Linked DNA regions of Mus musculus: region 1 is linked to region 2. The links are chromatin contacts, called in public promoter capture Hi-C maps. All regions are on one chromosome and are shown on one strand. Each heading gives the region's core, a stretch centred on a gene start, on an enhancer-like site or on the middle of the called end of the contact. The rest is flanking DNA. Distances are from core to core; before and after follow the strand shown.

Region 1 (6,312 bases), core at 1,412-3,911, 97 kb after region 2:
TGAGTGAGACCTAATTTATAAATCAAGCATGTAGAAGGTGATCAGGTCATGAGGGTAAAGCCTCAATCAACAAGACTAGTGATGTCAGAAGAAGCCAGAATGGATGCCCTTACCCAAACCAAACTATGCCTGCACCCTGACCCCAAACCTGTAGCTTGCAGAACTGTGAGGAATGAAGGGTTGTTGTTTTAGCTACCCAGTGGACAGTGACTCAGATGGGAGGGGAACAGAGACGGGAGACAGAGACAGGGAGAAGAAAGGTGGTTTTATGTTTGTTCGCTGGGCTGGTGATTGAGCCCACAGCCTCCCACATCCTAAACAAATGTTCGTTCACTGAGCTAAATCCCCAGCATGATTTGTGTCAGTGAGAAGAGGCTCCATCTCTGCAGGTCAACGGAAGTCTTCTGTTATTATGGGCCAAGACTTAGTTACGGGAAGAGGCTGTGGGAGAGGAGGGTGCGGAGAGGAAAACAGAAAGGTTTGGGGGAAGTTGGAAAGGTATGTCCAACTTGAGCGTATGCATAGGGCAGTGCGGGAGGTTGATGATGAAGATCCCTGTGGAGCTACGGCCTAATTGTAAAACTCACACTGGCCTCAAACATGCAATCCTCCGGCCTCAGCTTCCTGGGTGCTGGGGATAAAACCCAGTAGGGCAAACACTCCAGCCACATTCCCAGCATCCTATGTATGTGTGGTCTTAATCTTTCACTCAACTAAATCGTAGCTAAATCAAGTTTCAAATGGCTTTCGGATTCTAAGACACCATGTAGAACCTTTTAGAAATGAAAATTCACGGTGCTGGAGAGGCGGTTTAGTGGTTAGGAGCACACGGTGCTCTGGCAGCAAATCTGAGGTAAGTTACCAGTTCCCGGGGGTGGATGGTTCATACCCACCTATAACTCTGACCTCCCTAGGCACTGAACTCACAAGTACATACCCAGACTCATAGACAGAGAATTTTAAAAAGAGAGAGAGAGAAAGAAATGAAAATATATTATATTAAGTATTGCCAACAGGTCACTGTATTGCTTTCTAACATTCGGGTATAAGGTCTTATTTTATTTATTTACATTTATGATTATCCTTATGTCTGTCACAGTGCATGTGCGGAGGTCAGAGGACAACTTTGTGGAGTTGGTTTTTCTCCTACATTTATGGTTTCCGGGGATTGAACTCAGGTCTCCAGCTGTGTGTGGCTTGGGTATCGTTTTCCACGGAACCATCTTGTCAGTCCCAGATTTAAACCTTTTGAGTACAGACTTCATGAAAGAGTCCCTGTGTTAACAATTTCATCTGGAGCCAGGGACCATGAGGTACACACTAGAGACTGAGGCAGGAGGAAGAACTGCTAGTTCTAGGGCAGCCTTGCTTATATACCAAGATATTACAAATCTGCCTTAAAAAGCAGAAGCTCAAGGCTGGAAAGATGGCTCAGTGGTTAAGAGCATTGGCTGCTCTTCCAGAGGTCCTGAGTTCAATTCCCAGCAACCACATGGTGGCTCACAACCATCTGTAATGGGACCCGATGCCCTCTTCTGGTGTGTCTGAATAGAGTACATATATATATATACACACACACACATATTCTTTCAAAAACAAAACAAAAAGCAGGACTTCAAACCAAAAACCTACAGTCTCATGTTTTATATGCATAATTTATTTGCTTATAGATAAAGTATCCTCTTGGACTTACCAGGTTTTGTGGAAGAATTTGGGCATTTAAATGGGGCTGGTAAGATGGGCCAGCAGATAAAGCCTGAGGGGCTTAGGTTTTTGTTTTGTTTTGTTTTTCCAGATTTATTTATTTATTTTATGCATATGAGCACTCTGTCTGCATGTCAGAAGAGGGCATTAGATCCCATTACATATGGTTGTGAGCCACCATGTAGTTGCTGGGAATTGAACTCAGGACCTCTGGAAGAGCAGCCAGTGCTCTTAACCATTGAGACATTTCTCCTGCCCCAGGAACTTAGTTCTTAAAAGAGAGAACCGACCCCACAAAGCTGTCCTCTGGCTTCCTCTTGTGTATGATGACACAGTGATAAGAAACACAATTTTAAAAATCAAATAAAAATCCAAGATGGATAGCTTAGTGGGAGAGTGCTTGCCCGGCTAGCATGCACACAGCCCTGGATTTGGTCTCCATAACTGCAAAAGTAAAGAAATAAAAATAAATCAATTAAATATTTCAATCGAATGTGCTCACCGGGTTCAAACGCGTCAGTTAAATTGTGAACAGGGCCCATAGAATAAAACCAAGCTATGTGAACCTGCAAGGCCATCTCACATTTTGTGTCCTGTGACTCATGTCAATATTTTTTAAGACATTCATAATAAATACGATCCTTCCATTTTATTTTCACGTAGACTTATCTCCTTTTGCAAAGGTTTGAGCGCTGAGCGTAAGCTTCAACTGAAGAAGAAAGCCCCAGCAACTGAGCAGAGTCGTGGCCGTGGCTGGGGGAAGCCCCTATTGAGGATGCTCGGGCTGCAGAGGCGTCCACAGGAGACCGCAATCATTGGCGCAAGCCCTGGAAACTCATCAACAATGAGAACAGGAACCTGAGCTGAAGGATTTGTGACAACGTGGGCAGAACAGAACAGTGAGAATTTGGGTGGACAGATTTCATAAGAAACTATTAAGCAAGAGGTGTCTGACTAAGCTGGCAACCCAGCCCCAGAAACAGAACAGACCTGGCGACCGTCCTAGGAGGCAGGCTGGAGGCAGGGAGTCAGCTGGATCCAAATCGGGAACAGAGTGGGGGAGGGGCGGCGAGCAGAGCCCGGAAGACCCCAAGGTCCACGGGACATTTTGTCGTCAAGTCTTGGAGTTAAGTGGCCTAGTTCATTACACTTACTTCTGACTGGAGGCAAGGAACAGCTTTGCTGATGGTTGCAAGGGGGCAAGAAGAAAATAATTGACCAATAATTCACCTAAGTGAGCCAAGCAGGCACTAAAAGGCAAAGTGCCATTCAGCCGCTCAGCATCCAGTCTGCTGCGGGGAACGACACAAGCTGAAAGTTTTCACTGATGCCCCAGGAAAACACGGAGCCCCTGGCTCACTCTATTGAAATCCTGGTTAATGCTTTTGTGAGCAAGAAGACTGCGGGAAGCAGCCTGCAAACAGCTATCATGGGAAGCAGAGATGCTCGCAGGGAGTAGGAACAGGTGGAGACTTGGGAGTTGGGGCTACCAGGTCCAGATGAAGAACCATGGTGGATTCGAACCTTCCCCTGTTCATGCCTAGCTCTTCCCGGGTCTTTTCTAAGGTTCCTTTTCCTGTTAATTCACACCTAGTTCAGGGCAAACAGTTAAGGGTTGAGGAGGGGGGGGGGGAGTGCTCACTCTATAGGCTTGGGGGAGCAACCTGCTCTGTGCGATAATCATTTGTCTAGGGCAGATATTTGCAAACCTCTGCTGAGCATCGGGACCTGAACTAGAAGACACCTGCAGTAGCTGCCGCTTCTCCACCCGCCTTACACACCACAGAACGTCATTGGCGCTCTGAGTTTCAATTAATGGGCTGAATGGATGACCTTTGACCTTTGGAATTTTATTTTATTTTATTTTTTTGCCTTGTTGCCAGTTTACTCATGTTTATCTCCATCAGACCCTACATACAAGGTGTTCCTTTAAGGATCATTTTCTTGTTGGGTTATATAAATAATTGAGGAGCCGGAGAGATGGCTCCACAGTTAAAAGAGCTTGCTGTTCTTGCAGAAGACCCAGGTTCAGTTCCCAGCATCCACATGGCATCTCTGAACTGTCTGTAACTCCAGTTCCAGGGCACCAGGCACACATGTGGTACATTGACACACATCAGGAAAACACTCATACATATAAAAAATACTTAAAACAAACTAAATAGTCATAAATGCTTCAACAGGTTGGGTGCAGAATGGCACACTATGTCTAAAAGCCAGTATGACTCTTAATTCTTAGGGGTAGCAAGGGATTTTTCTTTTTCTTAAAATTAATATATTTTAGTTATTTACATCCTAAATGTTGCCCCCCCCCCTTGCAGGGATTTTTCTAAAGTGCTGGGGTGGGGGCACTTTTCAAAGAGAAGGGATTCTTCAAAGAAGGTGAACGCTGCACCAAAGACTTCTGCCCACTCTGTTACCCTAAGCCTCGTGCTGCTCTGGTTCCCGTAGGGAGGAGGCAAACCTTTGTTGCTATGAAAAGTTTTCCAAGTGCATCCCTACAGACCAACTTCTTTTCCCCAGGCGTATAAAAACGGTGAGAAACAATCATTAATTCATCCATACATTCATTCAAGAAGCAGACAACAGCTCGGGTTTTCACGTCTGGCCCCACTAGGCTCCAAAAGAAAACTTACAAGGTGGGAGGGACACCGAAAACAAAGCAATTAGAGAGCAATTCAGTTGTTACAAAGGGTGGCGGGAGGGCACCTTTAAGTGCTTCCCCGGGAGGATTTAAACATTGCTGTATTGTTTTACAGACTACTGACCCTCGCAGCTGGGGGAAGAGAGAGAGGCTCAGACTCTGTGTAGTCAGGAAAAAGTGGAGGTTTGAACTTGAGGCTTAGAAGCTGCTGCCAGCATCAGATCTATTCTGTCAATGAAGGGTTAATAACTCAGTTAGCTAGAAAAGGCCTCAAGCCCCACCCCCCTCCTCTCCCTGGCCTTCTCCACTTTGGTCTTAGGATCCTTTAGGCATGGTGAGAGGCTCTAACCTTAAGGGATGGGCTAGGCAAGTCGCTCAGCAGCACAGCAATTGCCTAGCAAGTGCGAGACATAAACTTTCATTTTCCACATTTGTCAATAAAGAAAGAAATATAAAGAAAGAAGAGTGAGCCGGAGAGATGGCTCAGTGGTTAAGAGCACCGGCTGCTTGCTCTTCTGAAGGTCTTGAGTTCAAATCCCAGAAGCCACATGGTGGCTCACAACCATCCATAATAAGATCTGACCTCCTCTTCTGAGATGTCTGAAGACAGCTACAGTGTACTGACATGTAGTAAAAAAAATAAATCTTTAAAAAAGAAAGAGAAAAGGTGAGCAGCTTTAGCTATGAAAGGGGCTAGCAGGCAAGACGCCACTCCCACAAACTGTCTTCTGACTTTCCTGTGCAAATGTTTGCAGTTTGTAGCAGATTAATGAGAAGGGAGTTGTAATAAATTTCAAATATCCCCCTCCCCTCTCTGGACCTCTCTCAAGGAGGGCAGCCAGGAAGTTACAGACATTTTTTTTTTAAACACCGAGGCTTAGCATAGAAGGAAGATGTGCATATGAAGTGCATTTTAAGAAGCATGAATATCATAAATACACAAACGTTCTGTGTAGGTTCAACATTTGGGTGTCAGTGTGTAGTCACCAGTAACTGTGAACAAGCAAGATAGTGGCGAGGATGGGGAGGGGGCAGGGTAGCCAGGACAGGCCAGAGTGTTCGTGCAATTCGTGTGACTCTCTCTCTCTCTTTTTTTTAAGATTTATTTATTATATGATGAGTACACTGTAGCTATCTTCATACACACCAGAAGAGGGCATCGGATCCCATTACAGATGGTTGTGAGCCACCATGTGGTTGCTGGGAATTGAACTCAGGACCTCTGGAAGAACAGCCAGTGCTCTTAACCGCTGAGCCATCTCTCCAGCCCCCTCATGTAACTTTTAAGTGATAGATCACCTACTGTGTGCCAGCCTCCCCTCCTCTCCCCACCCCCAACCCCCGATTTTCCTATCTAAGTACTATTCTAAGAAACCAGAACTACTATTTAATTGAGGCCAGGGTGGAACGAATGTCAAAATAGAATTCCTAAGTGAGATAGGAGGCAGGGTTTTTTGTTTTTGTTTTTTTTTTTCCAAGTTGGTATTAGGCGTTGTACACGTTTCGCCTCACCACACGCACCCCCTTTCCTCCGTCCCTGCAGGGCCTCCCTCAAGCTAAGCAGTTCCAGTCCAGGTACTAGGGAATGCTAACCAGCGATTTAGTTAGTAAAACTAGAGACCACCTAGGCAGTTCTTCCTATGGCTTGGCGCAGCCAGCCATACCCAGAGGTGTGTGTGTGGAGGGGGGGATCTCCGGGCCGTGGGGAACCCCTCCCGCTGAGCTCGCTTCTGCCCTAGCCGCCGAGGCCAGAGGGACTTGGCAGGGCCATCTCCGATGGCCCCAGTGGGAGGGTCACGGCTAAGACACCCGGCCCATCTCATTGTTTCAGGTCCGGCTTCCTCTTCTGGCAGAGGCCAGCGGCGCGCTGAGCGGGAAGGGGCCGGGACGCGGCTGGAGCCCTCGGGATGTCTACCTCTGCTGCTCCTTCCCCTCTCCGGGAGCTCGCGTTTCCCGGGGTGTGT
Region 2 (6,702 bases), core at 3,609-6,108:
CACCCCACGAGGTGGTCAGGCCATGTCTGTGAGAGGAACAGGTGAGGCCCAGGCCTTTCCTGGTGTGGGTGACCTGAGAGCATGGGTGCCAACTGGTCACAGGAGGCATCTATGATGGGCATGAGAATCAAGCAAGGAGAGAAGAGAAGGCGGAGAAGCCAGTTCTCATTTGTGCTCACGGGGTCTGGCTCGCAGCCCCCAGTGGACTTGAAAGGGACAGGAAGTTGAAAGCTAAGCTAGTCGTGCGTGTGTGTGTGTGTGTGTGTGTGTGTGTGTGTGTGTGTGTGTGTTTATAAATTGTGTATTCTCAGGACTTTAATTCTTTATGTACAAAATGAAGATATAAACTGACATTTTAGAGCTATGACTTAGCTGATTGTCCCCAGATGGTGGTCAAGTTGATATGAACCTGGAAGTACTTTTCAAAATAAATAATGTCTACTCTAATCGTAAGGTGAAAACTTAGACAGCTAAAAGACTTCCATTGTTTCCTTTAAAAGAAGAAATTAGAAATATGGACACACTGCTGAGCAGTCTTCCATTGAAAGCCACCATGCCATGAATAGGTAGTGAGGGGGGATTAAAGGTACTTTTTAATACTTCAAATTAGAGACAAATACATAAAACTTGGTCCAGTTCCTCAGAGATTGTAGTCTGTCCTACGACACAAATAACTAGCCATGGTCTGTGAGACTGGGGTACTGTTCTCAGGGTGGTAGATGATTTTGTGTGTCCTGGCGTAAGATAAATGCAATACTACGGGATGCCGGGTGCTTTTGTGAATGAGCATTCCCGAGGGACTGGTCTTGGGGAAGGGACTTAACGTTTTCCGATGGGTGAAGTAATAGTAAGTAGGCACTTAATGTGTGGTCTCTCAATGTCTCTAAGAAATCAAGACATTTCTGTTTTTAATCTAGAGACTAAGCAGACTAAAAACAAGGGCTGGAGAGGTGGTCAGTAGTTAAGAGCACTGGCTGCTCTTGCAGAGGACCTGGGTTCAGTTCCCAGTACCCACGTGGCAGCTCACAGCCATCTGTAACTCCAGTTCCAGAGGATCCAACACCCTCTTCTGGCCTCTGTGAGCACCAGGCTCATACATATTGCATGTACATACATGCAGGCAGAACACTCACACATATAAAACATAGTAAGTAAATCTGAAAGGAAGTCTGACAGCATCCTCTGGTTTTTTTAGGCAGCAAACCCCCTTCTTCATTTCCCACCCCAAATGGTTTCTTGGTTGTTGGAAGTCTCTGCTCAATCCCATCCACTCTTATATCATCTGTGTGTTATCAAACTTCTAGATAACGCAGAGGGCTGGGCTATGTGGTAGTTCTCACTCCGTTTAGTGGATATTCATCACGTGGCTGTAAAGGTACTGCTGGGATATCAATCAGTAGGGAGCATAGCAATCCCCATGGCCAATGACTTTTAAAAGTGTTTGGCCCATTCCCTACTTAAGGTTCCAACATATGCTTTCTCTTCTTCGGGGGTTGGGGGTGTGAGTTGGGTGTGGGTGGGGTAGGAAGATGGCCACTGTAGAAGAGTCTGAGAGTCCAGCTCTCTCTCTCTTTCTCTTTCTTTTGATTGCTAACTTTAACAAAGAGTGGGAGCATATGAGTTCTGATAGCCGCCTTCTCTTAATTATTATACAGACCAGCGAGAGCCACAGAGGACGTAGAAAGCTGTGGTAAGACAAGCTTGTTGGAGACAGTGTGAGGGGAGCCACTAGCTGGTGGGAGCCAGAAGGACAGATTGACGATCAAGTGCATTGTGACCCCCTGTGTTGTCTGGGGAGTCTGAGCTGCATGTCAAAGCTCTTCACGGGAAATCAGAAATGAATGTCTGCACTGAGGGCTTCCTGCTTGCAGTCATCGTAAGCCCACGCTCCTTACAGGAGTTAAGTTCTTACTGTTGATCTGGAAGGACCCCTGCAGAGTCATTTAGATTCTCGGATGTATCGTGGTCCAACTCGGATCTATGGTTTAGTTAGATTTGTCTGCTTAGAAACCCTGTGCCTGTTGGCTTGAGAATATTTGACATTTCAGACAGTCACCATTTATACTGTTGTTAAAATGACTTTGATTTTGCAAAACCCAGAGCTGGGGTTTGTGGCAAGGAGAAGCCAGACTACATATGTACATTTGCCCTGTTTGAGTCCTGCACATAGTGGGCTGGAGAGAGGACACAGTGGTAAAGGCATATGTTCTTGCAGAGGATCAGGGTTTGATTCTTAGTACCCACGTGGTTGCTCATAATGCCCTGTAACTTCAGCTACAGTCACTGTAGCCTCAGGAGATCTGACACCCTCTTCTGATCTCCATGGACACTGGGCAAGCACATGGTGCGCAGATATACATACGTGCAAAGCAATCATGCACATAAAGTCAGTCAGTAAATTAGACTTGCCCACACTGTCTGAAATGGTTGCAGCAGCTTTGGTCTTGCTGAGCCATGTCAGACTTTTCATGTAATCTGAGACTAAAGCTGAGATGCCTGGAGGTGATATGAATCCATGCCATACAATGAATTATGAAGAAAGAGATATAATTCAAGTACATTTTTCTTTGCCTGAATAATGCCTTCCAATATTAGACACGTATGCACAGACGGGCATCCTCCAGAATTGAACTCACCATGGTTTCTGTTAGTGTAGAAATTATGTAAGTGGGGTGTTTATTATTTCTTTGTGGTGGGACCTTCATGCTGTCCTTGATGGTAACATGGACAGCATTATCTTAGCCCCGTGAGATGGGGGCATTAAACAAATAAGGTGACTAAGGTTTCTAGGGGTTAAGGGATGAACCCCAGGACTCCAGAGACCACAGACATGCCTGGGAAGAGCATCTGTACTGGTGTGTAGAACTTGAGAGCTCACACTCTCAGCCTTTGATTGCTTCCCCACCCAAGTGCTTCACACTGGGTAGCAAAACCTATTGACACAGGCCTGTCTACCATTTGAATGGGGTTTTCCTTGAAGGTAGCTCCTTTAATCAGCAGCATAAACTGAACACTATTTTCCTTCTGGGATAGAATTTCACACAAACTGAAAACTTTTCTATTTTTTTCAAGACAGGATTTCTCTGTGTGACAGCCCTGGCTGTCGTGGACTTTATAGACCAGGCTGGCCTCGAACTCCTGAGTGCTGGGATTAAAGGTGTAAACCACCACCCTTCTTTTCCTTTTTCTTTTTCTTTTTCTTTTTCTTTTCCTCTTTCTCTTTCTTTTCTTTTCTTTCTTTCTTTCTTTCTTTCTTTCTTTCTTTCTTTAAGTGATGTGATTTGGAAGTATGATCGATGAATGAAAAGATTCTAATTAAAGAAAAACATTTTTAAACACAGGGTGAAACATAGAACTTATTATGATCAACTTTCCTAAAAATTATTTCACTCTGGTATATTCTTTATCTAGGGAATATGTTTTAAGGTTATAAAATTAAGTATCTTTTCATATAACATCAAAGATATAGGTTGTGTATAGTGGTATATGCCTTTAGTCCCAGTGACAGGAGGCAGAAGAGCTCTGTGTGTTGGAGGCCAGCCTGGTCTACATATTGAAGAGGTCCAGCCAAGGCTACATAGTGAGACCCTGTCTCAAAAACAAGACAAAAATCCATGGCGGGTATTTGACAAGCATAAGACAGGTCAGGTCAGAGACAGGAGCTTAAGCAAGGCTGTGCTCTGCATCCTTTGGTTGTATTGGAAGGCATCTTCTCATGGGGCAGTCAATAAGGATGCATGAGCTGCTTGTCTTAAAGGGACCATTCTGATCCTTGATGTCCACAACAAAGAGGAGAATGAAAAAGGTCAAACAGAATACCAAATTGTCCCTGTTATGTTTTAGAAGAGAAACTGCCAAAGATTTGAGCTGTAACAGATACTTGGAGTTGTAATTGTTTATTTTATAGGACACACTTGAAGGGATGTCTCAAGATGGTCTGCTTGCATTAATTCTATAATCAGTTTGCATTTTCCACAAATGAAGCAAATCGAGGGCCAGTGACGAAGGCAGAAGCATTAAGGTAAACTACCATTAGGACACTCATAGTCAACCAGTCATAGGAGAAGGAAAGACAACCTCACTCCCACTTAAAATCCACAGTGCCCTTCTACAGAGGATGAACACAGCCAATTGCAACATCAAAAAAGATAAAAGGTGAGGTTTTTGGTCCAGTCTAACTCTGCATTCTTAAAGGTTCTGTGCTTGTCACGGGGTCCTTTGATATGTCCCCAGATGTTCATCAAGACTGTCACCAGAAGCCAGACATGGTGGTGCACGCCTTTGATCCCAGCACTTGGGAGGCAAAAGCAGGCAGATCTCTGAATTCGAGACCAGCCTGGTCTACAGAGTGAGTTTCAGGACAGCCCGGGCTAAATAGAGAAACCCTGTCTTGAAACACAAAAAGCCCCCAATCCCAGAAACAAAATAAAATAAAACAAGCAAGCAAACAAAAACAACCAACCAAAAACCTGTCATTAGCTACTGTAAGCTTGGATTTCTTAATTTTCCTTTCCTTCCATTTGCTAAGCCTTAGTAAGTCCTGTCTTCAGCCTCGTGGAATAGACTGAATGGAGGTAATATGTCATTCCGCTTAATTTCCGGGAACACGCTTTTTTTTTTTTTTTTAACCTATTTATGGAATAGAGATTTTAATCTTGGGATGTTTCTAACACTGCTTTCTTCTAAGTCTTTCAGGGAGAAATAGAAGTAGGTGTATAAAGGCCAAGGAAGAGCTGACACACAACAACCACGTGATGGGAAAACAGAAGGTGAGAATTAGGGGGAGCCAGGGGCAGTGTGGGAACTGGACCACAAGCCGTAGTTCCGTAATTAGGACGATCATACACGTCATGGGATTGTCTCAGGCAATTTACATATTTCCTCCTGTACCCTCAAACAAGTTCACGGAAATGTCGCTACCGAAACGCAGAGAGGCAGTCACCCCTCCCCTCCCCTTCCCCCCAGTCTTACAAAAAGTCTGCTCAGGGCTCTGTGCGCTTCTCATTTCAGTCCCGTCGACCCCCCTGCGTCTGGTGTGAACAACATGAAAATTTAACATTTTTGCTTTTAGCCACTCCAGAGAACGGCTCACATCTCACAAAGGTGGGCCAAGGAGGAAATGGAGTTTGGGAATTGCATTTCCCTCTATGCCCTTCACTGACCTAAGGGACAACAACAACGAAAAGCCCCTGGAACCCCCAGCCGCCATGACTTCCGGCGTGAGAGCGTCCCCACCCACACCTCTCCACAGAGGAGCATTGCTGGCAAGGCTGACCGGTGACTGAGCCATTATTGTAGGACTTTGATGTACTAGAGTCACAGTGCGCCAAAGAAGCAAGCGTCTACATCGTGAAGAACATTGCATGCAATTTAGAAACAGCAAAACTATGCTTGTAACTAACTGTTCAACAAAGGACAATTTTTTCTCCAAACCACAAAAACATACTAATTTATGCTAAAACTAAACACAGTAAGTTCTCCTAAAATCAGAACAAGAAATCAACCATTTATATCCAGCATAATGGTATTAGAACTGCTTAAAGGACCCATACACTATATAGATTTTCACTTCCCTTATGGGGAAAATTAAAAGTTTTGTAATCCAAATGATCTTGAATAGACACCCTTCATTGCATGTGACGGTGGCCATTGGAGGACTCCATTGCAATCTTAGTGGTTGTCAATTTGTTAAAGTCCTATGTCTAGGGGAACCTCTCTCCAGGTTATCTCCTCTTTACCACAGGAAGTTAGGTAGGATAAACACCGCTAATGCCATTTCTTTGGAGGAGTTAAGAGATGTGGACATCTTTGCCCTTGGTTGGGAGAAGGAGGAGTTTGACCCTGCAGCTCCTGAACGTGGGCCAGGTGGTACAAATGCCAACTGTGCACAGAAGTTCATATCGGAAATCTTTAGCTTAACTGCAGGACCACAAGACAATACATCTATTTCCAGCCTGAATGGAAAATTGGTGAAGACTTTTTTTTTTTTTTAATTTTATTTCAGACAAGTTTTTCTCTGCTCTCTTGGTTTTGTTTTGTTTTGTTTTGATCAGCAGACATTATCTCTGGAGTTAGTTAACTACATGGGGCCACGCCCATCAGGAATCTCACCCAGCTTCACCCCATTCAGTTTTATTGCTCACTGGACATTTTTGTGGTAAGAAAACAAAGTAGAAATCCCACTTTGATCATGAACATCAAGTCTCTCATTTTAAATCCCCAGGATTAATAGGACATTTGCCTGCATGGTCCGGAAGAAGCAAAAAGATGAATGGATACCAATGACATCATCTGGGAAGTCTGCTAGGACTGTGTGGCAGTACTAAGTGATTTTCTAGCATTAGTGAACAATTTCTACCCAAATCAAACATCCCGGTTTCTAGAATTCCTTCTCACCTAACTTGTTCGTTAAAGTCTTTCACTGGTGGCTGGACAACATGGAACTTTATAGCTCCTGTGTACTGTGTTAGTGGGGCAAAGGCTACAAACCATCCCAACTACTGCTATGTCTATAAAAACCATTCCTAAGTCCCTAGCAAGTGACTGTTGATATTGTACCTCGCGTAGTTGGCCATGAAAGTTCTGAGCTTTGACTCAGGAGACTTTGCTTTGAATTTTTTTTTTCCCTTTTATGTGGTGTGACTTAGGTTGCCCATGTTTAAAATGGGGACAACCACACTGGCTTGCCAAAAAAGGATGCTG

Evidence for each region. Capture Hi-C pulls out chosen DNA fragments and counts their contacts.
Region 1: a promoter capture Hi-C map of adipose tissue shows a contact between it and region 2. The contact joins two enhancer-like sites. A contact is called at or near these places in 1 of 484 Hi-C or Micro-C datasets (pre-megakaryocyte-erythroid progenitors), 2 of 115 datasets of contacts at active chromatin or transcription factors (embryonic stem cells and neural progenitor cells) and 1 of 9 other capture datasets (adipose tissue).

The regions. Positions count from the first base shown.
Region 1 is chr5:147,745,635-147,751,946 of GRCm38.p6, forward strand. All of the region lies in intron 1 of Gm35541 (a long non-coding RNA gene), which reads right to left. Among named protein-coding and RNA genes, the nearest start is that of Gm35541, 4.4 kb to the right of the region's middle. Within about 2 kb of position 2,662, at least 75 of the 459 cell types and tissues checked have an H3K27ac peak or open chromatin away from gene starts, as enhancers often do. A contact at or near this core is called in adipose tissue, where this site is marked.
Region 2 is chr5:147,646,528-147,653,229 of GRCm38.p6, forward strand. The region is part of intron 11 of Flt1 (FMS-like tyrosine kinase 1); the gene reads right to left. Among named protein-coding and RNA genes, the nearest start is that of Gm35383, 9.8 kb to the right of the region's middle. Within about 2 kb of position 4,859, at least 6 of the 459 cell types and tissues checked have an H3K27ac peak or open chromatin away from gene starts, as enhancers often do. A contact at or near this core is called in adipose tissue, where this site is marked.